Regions from separate parts of the Macaca mulatta genome. Here region 2 is linked to region 1. A link is a contact called in public Hi-C data. All regions are on one chromosome and are shown on one strand. The core of a region is the stretch at or near the end of the contact, and the rest is flanking DNA. Distances in the headings are between cores, read along the strand shown.

Evidence for each region. A called contact is a pair of places that touch in the nucleus more often than the background predicts.
Region 2: a Hi-C map of fetal cortical plate shows a contact between it and region 1, with 1.8 times the contacts expected there. The contact joins the promoter of TRPC4AP here to the promoter of GGT7 in region 1. A contact is called at or near these places in 2 of 14 Hi-C or Micro-C datasets (fetal cortex germinal zone and fetal cortical plate).

The regions. Positions count from the first base shown.
Region 1 is chr10:87,664,902-87,669,845 of T2T-MMU8v2.0, reverse strand. It overlaps GGT7 (gamma-glutamyltransferase 7), which reads left to right and starts at 1,889. Exons shown (of 15, transcript NM_001267003.1): 1 at 1,889-2,091. The coding sequence starts at 1,923.
Region 2 is chr10:87,883,642-87,888,084 of T2T-MMU8v2.0, reverse strand. TRPC4AP (transient receptor potential cation channel subfamily C member 4 associated protein) reads left to right here and starts at 2,651. Exons shown (of 20, transcript XM_015149151.3): 1 at 2,651-3,032; 2 at 3,035-3,075. The coding sequence starts at 2,666.

The DNA of each region.
Region 1 (4,944 bases), core at 640-3,139:
CCACTAAGGGAGCACAGATGTTGCTGGGGGTTCTCAGATCCGACTGAAGGGCCCTGGGCCCTGCTAATAGGACATGAATGGTATTGAAGGGCACTTACCCTAGTGAGGAGACATGGATTTCCCCTAGGAGATACAGAGGATATGGATTTTACTAAGGAGACATGGACCCTACCAGAGGACTCAAACCCCACTGAGGAGCCGCCAGCTACACTGTGGGAGTGGACATCACTGAGAAGGCACAGACCTCATTGAGTGGAGAAAGGTCCCACTGGAGGGATTAGACCTCAGGGTAGTGTAATAGACCCTACAGACATCACTGAGGAGATAAAAACTCTCTGGGGTGGGGAGAGGCACACACAATGGGTACACGTTTTGGTGATAGACTGTTACCCTCCCTGGGCACTCCTACCACACAGCTCTGAGTAGCCCTCTCCTTCCTATCCTCTCTCCCAAGTCCTACCACCAAACCCCAGAGCTGTTCCCGACACACTGCTTCCCCCTCCTGTCTATAGTTGCTACTGCAGCTGCTGTGCGTATAGTAGATTTTTCAAGCACTTCAGGCTATCCGAGACTGGTCTGGGGTTGGGAAGAGAAAGAATGTGTGTATAAAGGCTTCACCAGCCCCCTCTCTCTTCCTGTGGACTTCACAATGAAAGTTTGGACCAGAGACCTCGTAAGAGAAGGAACCTCCCTCATCCTTGGATATGGAGAAGTAGTACAAGCTGTAGTGTGGTTGGAATTTCTAAGTGGAGAGAGGATGGATGGGTTTGGAGGGAATGAGTTTACCAGATTAAGGCAATGATGATGATGATGATGATGATGATGATGATGATGATGATGCCATTTATTGAGTAGGTGCCAAGCCCTATACAAATTGCTTTTCATTCTGTTACTTAATCCTCATGACAACCCTCTAAATTGGGTACTATTATTCTTTCCATTTCACAGATGGGGAAACTGATAGGGAGATTAATTGTCTTGCCCAAGATTACACAGTGTTTGAGCGGTAGCAGAATAGAACCCAGACATTTAGACTATGGAGACCTATTCCCCACCTTGGCCCATTCCTGCCCTACCACCACTACCACCACTCCTTCTTTCTCAAAGTGTCCTTTCCAGAACCACATCAAAAACTCTTAAAATGATGGTAAATATTCAGGTTCCAAGGACCTCATCCCAGCCTACTGAATCATGACCTCTGGAGTGGAATCTGGGGATCCGCTTTCAAAGACCCTAACACACACTAAAGTTTGAGAATGAGGTTGAAAGAGGAGTCAGAAGTGTCGGGGTACGGGAAGGGATCTGAGGTCAGGGGAGGGAACTGTTCTCCAAAGAGGAGTCTGCAGTCAAAGAGGCCTGGGGACGAAGTATGGGCTGGGGTTTTCAAAAGGGCCTGCGGGTGAAGACAGAGTCTGAAGTCGAAAAAGAGGTCTAAGGTCGGAGGAGGAGTCTAAAATCGGAGGAGGGGGATCTCGGAGTTCAAGGAGGGGTCCGGGGTCCGAGGAGTTTGGGGTCAGAGACAGGATCGGGGTCTAGAGGGATTTGCGGTCAGTGAAAGGGTCTGGGGTCCGAAAAGGAAGCCCGGGATTTGAGGAGGATACTAGCTGGATTCAGACTGGAAGGAGGAACGGGTTTGGTCCCTGAGCTGCGTAAAGTGCAGAGCCACTGAAGTCTCACTTGCTCCGCGCTCTCCCCTCGACCCTGCGCTGCCTTCCTGGCTCTCCATCTACGCGCACCTGCGTGCCAGCTGCAGGCTGACAGCGCTGAGCAGGCGGGGGCGAGTCAGCCCGGGACACAGCCAAGGGCGGGGTGAGGCGCCCCCTCCCGGCTGTCCCGAAGCTCAGGCCCCGCCCTCCGCCCTCCCACTCCCTCACCGCAGCCACTTCCGGCAGGCGCTGCGCTGCTGGGGGGCGCGGGCGAGGATGGCGGCGGAGAACGAGGCCAGTCAGGAGAGCGCCCTGGGCGCCTACTCGCCAGTGGACTACATGAGCATCACCAGCTTCCCGCGGCTGCCCGAGGACGAGCCGGCGCCCGCGGCCCCGCTGAGGGGCCGCAAGGACGAGGACGCCTTTCTGGGAGACCCCGACACCGGTGAGGCCCGCTGGCCCCGTCCCTGCCCTGCCTTGGGAAGTCCCGGTCTTCCTTCTTCTGTGTAGAGCATCCACCTCCAGCTCCATCTCCTTAATTCATTCCCATCTTCTTGGACCTCTCCATTCTTCTCCCTTGTCTCTGTTAATTATTTGGTGGGGAAGGGGTGCATTTCTGCCTTGGAGGCGTAGGATGCGACAACGGGGAGTGTGCTAGGGACTGCAGTAGAAGGGATTGGGCTTACCTTCTGGGAAGAACCAACTAAGGATGAAGGAATGTTGGAGGGGAGATCCTAAGGAACCTCTGTGATCACCCAGAAGAGGCCTTTCTCTAGCCACAGAGGACAGGATACGAGAAACCAAGTCAGAGACTGCAGCAAGAGGGATCCAATCTATGCCTTAAGAGAAGTTCCCCACAGCCAGGGATTGTGGGAAGCAGAGGGTCTGAGAGAAGCGGAGAATCTCTTCATGTGTAGGGAGGGGTAAAGAGAATATGATTCCCCTCTGCTGGGTATTGGGAGACTGAGGCATGGACTGCATGACCTCTCAAAGTCCTTGGGGACTAGAACGCCTTCACTGTCCTGTGGATTACCCCACCTCTCCCCAAGCCATGGATCTGGCCGGGGTATTAGTAAGGTACTCTGCTCGCTAGGAAGCAGTCTCCAGAATTTTACTGTGTTCCCCTCAGCCCTCTGCTGGAATTGTGAGAAGTGGGAGTAGAGAGGGAGGAGACAGGGATTGGAAGAACCTGGGGGCAAAGAGCTCTCTGTGCATTCCTTCCGTGCTGCTCTTCCTCCTAGCCATGTGGCCCAGCTCCATCCTCTCCTCCATTCTTCATCCTTCATCCCCCATCCCTCTGTCCCTGCACGTCACTTCCTGGCATTAGAGCATCCTTCTACCTCACTCGCGCTTCCTCGCAGTGCCTGCACTTGTGCCTTGTCTCTTCCCAGCCTGGCAGATGCTGCTTTTCCGGCCTGGCCCTTCCCTAGCTGCTCCCAGTCTGAGAGCCCCAAATTCTCTTCTCCTCTACACTTTCTGGTCATCTGGCCCTCACCAGCAGCCCTTGCCAACCTGACTGGACTGCACTCTATATGGGGTGGGGGTGAGGAGATAATGAGGATGGGGTTGAGAGGTTTATGGGCATCAAATGTCAGGGCTGCAGATCAAAACTTATTTTCCAAAGGGAGTGGAATCAGGAGGTAGCAGGGAGAGGAGTGGGAAGATGTGTGGTGATGGATATCAGCCTGAAGCTAGGCCTTTTATTCAGTAGTCAGGAGTGAGGCTTCTGGTCCTAGTACAGCCCTGACTCACTGAGCGACAATGGGCACACCTACCCTGTCCTGGGCCTTAGTTTCCTCTTCCAGCTCAACAGAGAATGCCTGTCTCTTTTGACCTAGAGATTGGAACTGCCTGACATGTTTTCTTCTGGCCCTTTGTAAGTGTCTTAGCATTTACCAAAATCTGTGATTATTTGTGCAGTTATCTTTTTTTTTTTTTTTTGAGACAGAGTCTCACTCTGTCACTCAGGCTGGAGTGCAGTGGCACGATCTCAGCTCGCTGCAAGCTCCACCTCCCGGGTTCACGCCATTCTCCTGCCTCAGCCTCCCAAGTAGCTGGGACTACAGGCGCTCGCCACCGCGCCCAGCTAATTTTTTGTATTTTTAGTAGAGACGGGGTTTCACCGTGTAAGCCAGGATGGTCTCGATCTCCTGACCTCGTGATCCTCCTGCCTCCACCTCCCAAAGTGCTGGGATTACAGGCTGGGATTACGGGCACAAATAGGCGCCCAGCCTATTTGTGCAATTATCTGATTACTCCTTGTCTGTAAGCCCCATGAGGGCAGGGATCATGATTGTTTTGTTCACTCTCCTTTCTCCAGCATCAAGAACTTTTCCCTAGGCCAGGCGCAGTGGCTCATGCCTGAGGCGGGTGGATCACTTGAGGTCAGGAGTTCAAGACCAGCCTGGCCAACATGGTGAAAACCCATCTCTACTAAAAATACAAAAATTAGCTGGGCATGGTGGCGGGTGCCTGTAATCCTAGCTACTCGGGAGGCTGAGGCAGGAGAATCACTCGAACCGGGGAGGCAGAGGTTACAGTGAGCTGAGATCATGCCACTGCACTCCAGCCTGGGCGACAGAGTGAGACTCAGTCTCAAAAAAAAAAAAAAAAAAAAAATACACCAGCTGGGCGTGGTAGCTCACGCCTGTAATCCCAGCACTCTGGGATGCCAAGGCGGGTGGATTGCCTGATGTCAGGAGTTCAAAAACAGCCTGCCCAACATGACAAAACCCCGTCTCTACAAAAAGTACAAAAAAAAAAATTAGCCGGGCCTGCTGGCAGGTGTCTATAATCCCAGCTACTCAGGAGGCTGAGGCAGGGAGAATCACTTGAACCTGGGAGGCAGAAATTGCAGTGAGCCAAGATCGTGCCATTGCACTCCAGCCTGGGCAACGGAGTGAGACTCTGTCTCCAAAAAAAAAAAAAAAAAAAAAAAAAATTAAAAAAAACCCAAAACCTCATCTCTATATATTTATTGGGTGCTCAATTAATAATTGTTGAATGAATAAATGCATGAGAGAGAAGATCTCAGGATGAAATAATGGTAGGAGAGAGCAAGTTCCAAAACCTCAGGGAGTATTTTGGGAAGTTCAGTACAGGCTCTGCCCTCACCTGTACGGAAATCTAGCAAAGATCCTAGTCATCTGAGCTTCTGGGAGCTTATAACTTATGCCAAATTTATGCACCAGGTTTGTGTGTTGCCATCATATCAGTGTAATCATACGAATGCCATGTCTCCTAATCCTACTTCCAAGCCCCAAGACTCCCTTGGTTCACCTGGACCAGACTGCAGGCT
Region 2 (4,443 bases), core at 1,402-3,901, 220 kb before region 1:
ACCAGCCTGGCCAACATGGTGAAACTCCATCTCTAATAGAATACAAAAATTAACTGGGCGTGGTGGCAAGTGTCTGTAATCTCAGCTACTTGCGAGGCTAAGGCAGGAGAATTGCTTGAACTTGGAAGGTGGAGGTTGCAGTGAGCCAAGATCATGCCACTGCACTCCAGCCTGGGTAACAGAGCAAGGTTCCATCTCAAAATAATAATAATAATAATAATAATAATAATAATAATAATAATGGTCTCCAGGTTGCTACAAATGCCATTATTTTGTTCCTTTTTATGGCTGAGTAGTATTCCATGGTGTATACATACCACAATTTCTTTATCCACTCATTGATTGATGGGCATTTGGGCTGGTTTCATATTTTTGCAATTGCGAATTGTGCTGCTGTAAACATGCATGTGCAAGTATCTTTTCCATTTAATTACTTATTTTCCTCTGGGTAGATAACCATTAGTGGGCTTGCTGGAATCAAATGGTAGTTCTACTTTTAGTTCCTTAACAAATCTCCATATTGTTTTCCACAGTGGTTGTACTAGTTTATATTCCTACCAGAAGTATAAGTGTTCCCTTTTCACCACATCCACACTGACTTCTATTTTTTTTTTTTTTATTATGGTCATTCTTGCAGGAGTAGGGTGGTATGGCATTGTGGTTTTGATTTGCATTTCCCTGATAATTAGTGATGTTGAGCATTTTTTCATATGTTTGTTGGCCATTTGTATATCTTCTTTTGAGAATTGTCTGTTCGTGCCCTTAGACCACTTTTTGATGAGATTGTTTGTTTTTTCTTGCTGATTTGTTTGAGTTCCTTGTAGATTCTGGATATTAGTCCTCTGGTGGATATATAGATTGAGGAGATTTTCTCCCATTCTGTGGGTTGTCTGTTTACTCTGCTGATTGTTTCTTTTTACTTTTTAGTTTAATTAAGTCTCATCTATTTATCTTTGTTTTTGTTGCATTTCCTTTTGGGTTCTTGGTCATGAAGTATTCGCTGAAGCCAAAGTCTAGAAGGGTTTTTCCGATGTTATCTTCTAGAATTTGTATGGTCTCAGGTCTTAGATTTAAGTCCTTGATTCATCTTGAGTTTATTATTATTATTATTATTTGAGACAGTCTCTGTTGCCCAGGCTGGAGTGCAGTGGCATGATCTTGGCTCACTGCACCCTCTGCCTCTTGGGTTCAAGTGATTCTCCTGCGTCAGCCTCCCAAGTAGTTGAGATTACAGGCACCCACTACTACACCCAGCTAATTTTTGTATTTTATTAGAGATGGAGTTTCACCATGATGGCCAGGCTGGTCTCGAACTCCTGACCTCAAGTGATCTGCCCACCTTAGCCTCCCAAAGTGCTGGGATTACAGGTGTGAGCCACTACGCCCAGCTGAGTTTCTTTTTGAATAAGGTGAGACATGAGGATCCAGTTTCATTCTTCTACATGTGGTTTGCCAGTTATCACCAGTTGTTGAATAGGATGTCCTTTCTCCACTTTGTTTTTATTTGCTTTATCGAAGATTGGTTGGCTATAAGTATTTGGCTTTATTCTGTATTCTCTATTCTGTTCCATTGGTCTATGTGCCTATTTTTATACCAGTACCATGCTGTGTGGGTGACTATGGCCTTACAGTATAGTTTGAAGTCAGGTAATGTGATGCCTCCAGAATTATTATTTTTGCTTAGTCTTGCTTTGAATATGCAGGCTCTTTTTTGGTTCCATATGAATTTTAGGATTTTTTTTTCTAGTTCTATGAAGATGGATGGTGAGTCCACTCCTTTTAGATGGGGTGTGAGGATGGTAACCATAGTGCCAGTTCACCTGGGAGAGTCCCTTTTATGCCTACTGTCCCAGTGTAATTATTTATTGTGTCTTTTCATTCTTTAAAGTGTTCTGGTTTGAGTAGTAAGTTACAGTCATCTTAGTTATGAGTCACACTCTTCACCATTCCCTCTTATATCACACTTAGCTCTCCTCTTTCATTTTTATTACAAGCCCCCTGCTAGGAAGGGAAAAAGTGTGGGTGTGTTGGGTGGGGGGAGTCATTGCCATCCTGCCACAGAAGTTAGCTGAAAAAATGAGTATTTGGGCTCATAGTAGAGACAACATGCTATCTAGTGGATAGAAATTAGGACAGGGTTTTCACCTGACAGAGAATGTGATGTCACAATTTACTAATCCCTTTCCCTTCCATTATTTAATTTCACAACAACCTATCCAGTTACACAACTTATCCAGTTTGAGACTGCGTTTCTTTGTGTATGGATCTGCTGTCTTCCCCTGTAACCTGCATCTCGTGATAAAGGGTCCTAGGCCTTTCTGCTCACTGCTGTATCCCAGACACCCTCCCTTTCCCCCAGACATGGTTGGGTGTCAGGCGCAGAGAAAGCCCCAGGAACTACTGATTGATCAGGCTCCCAGGATCTATAGATGGAGTGACCTGACGAGGACACAGGCGCAGGGGCAGAGTGCGATGACTTGGTCGACGTCCGCAGCGAGTCACGTGTAGAGAGAAGCAGGCAGGAAGCGGACTCGAGGGCCTGACTCCTGACCCGAAGCCCAGGATCATTTCTTGGCCAGCTGCCTGCATCCTCCCCAAACCGGCGAGAGAAATGGGAGAGTGCGCACGCAGGGACTGGTCTCAGACCTCGGGAGATTTCGCCGAAATGCTGGGCCCGGGGGCCAGAGAAACCGGCAGTGCAGGAAAGGCCACATCTCTTTTCCCACCTGCCGTGCGGCCGCGCAGGACTACATTTCCCAGCAGCCTCTACGCCGCCCACTGTCCCTGCCACGCGGCTTGCGCCTCCCCCGACAGCCCACTGGGGGCGCTGCGGCGACCCCTCCGCCGCCCCGTAGAAATCTCCGCGGCCCCGAGGCCGCTTGCTTCCTGTTTGTCCGACGAGGAGACATGGCGGCGGCGCCGGCAGCGGCTGGGTCCGGAGCCGGCCGTGGGCGACGGTCGGCAGCCACAGTGGCGGCTTGGGGCGGATGGGGCGGCCGGCCGCGGCCCAGTAACATTCTGCTGCAGCTGCGGCAGGGCCAGCTGACCGGCCGGGGCCTGGTCCGGGCGGTGCAGGTACGAGGCTGGACCAGGAGGGGCGGGGCGGGGCGGACCAGGCGGGAGCTGGCGGGGTGCCGGGGAAGAGGCCTTTCCAGGCCGCCGCTGGACGGGCCAGACCTCTTTTGGCTGGCCGCAAGGCCTCCTTGTGAGCTGCCCGGACGCTCTCAGCCGCAGCGGGGCCGTATGAAGCAGCTGGCTTGCTGTCCCTTGTCAGGGGCCGAGCGGGGCTGGGCTGCTGTGGGCACTGATGGCGTGTACGAACGCTGGGCCCAGTTTCTGGATCCTCCCTTCCTTGCGCCACGTCTACACGTCTGGGGGACCCTGGCGAGTTTGTTTTAGCCTCTATGGCCCTCGAGTTTCTCCCCAGTGTATTGGGCGTGGGGGAGGGGGTCATCATTGCAGCCCCCAAATGGTTCCCAAGCGTTTCATAAATGTCATTTTCTCAGGCCTTTTCTTGACACTCCTTCCCCTTTCTAAAGTAGGTCCCCATTGTTACTCTGTCACAGCTGCGAATTTATTTCGTTTACATTACTTTCTTAGTCTATAATTTCGTATTTCTTTGTTGTCTGCCTTTTTCTCGCCTGTCTCCCACATTAGGCCGAGTTCCAGCGGGTGCACAGACTGTATCTGGTTTGCCAATGCAGAGCGTCATGGTTAAGAGGGACTCTGGAGTCAGGCCTGGGTTCAAAGCCCTGCTCCTCTCTCTTGCTTGGGCAGATGACCTTTCTGTGCCTCAGTTTCCTCACTTGCAAGATGAAGATGAGAATTAGTAACCTACGTTTTAAGATTGTTGTGGAGATCAAAAGGGGTAACTGTGTAAAGCGTTGGTGCATTTCTGGTGCATAGTAAGGGCTGAAGGTAGTTAATATTAAGCATCTGATTTATAACAGGTGCCCAACATATGATTATTGTTATTTTTGAGTGAGCGAAGGACACTGCTTTAGGGTAAACCAGGTTGAATAGGACCTAGTCTCCTACTTCTTCCACCCTCCCCCACCCCAAACCTTGCTAACACCTGTAAAACAGTAGTTTTATTTAAAGACAGCTTTTTCGTAAAGGAAGTTTGAAGGATACTCAAACTAGTAAAGTGGTTGGTGGGAGTGAGGTGGGAATTGGGCTAAAGGGGGAGAAAATGGGAGTGAGACTTTTCACAGTATAACTTTATTTAAATGTTATTTAAATATCACTTCCTCAAGTGACGAAAAGGATATAATAAAATAAAGGCTAGGTGGTCTGTGTGTATGGAGGATGGTGGACGAAAGGAGCAGTGAGTGAGAGATGTTTGCGTGGCCATCACACAACCATAGATGAGCAGCCTTTTTCCGCCTTGTGGTGGTCTCTACCTGACTTAAGACCCTGTAATCCCAGCACTTTGGGAGGCCC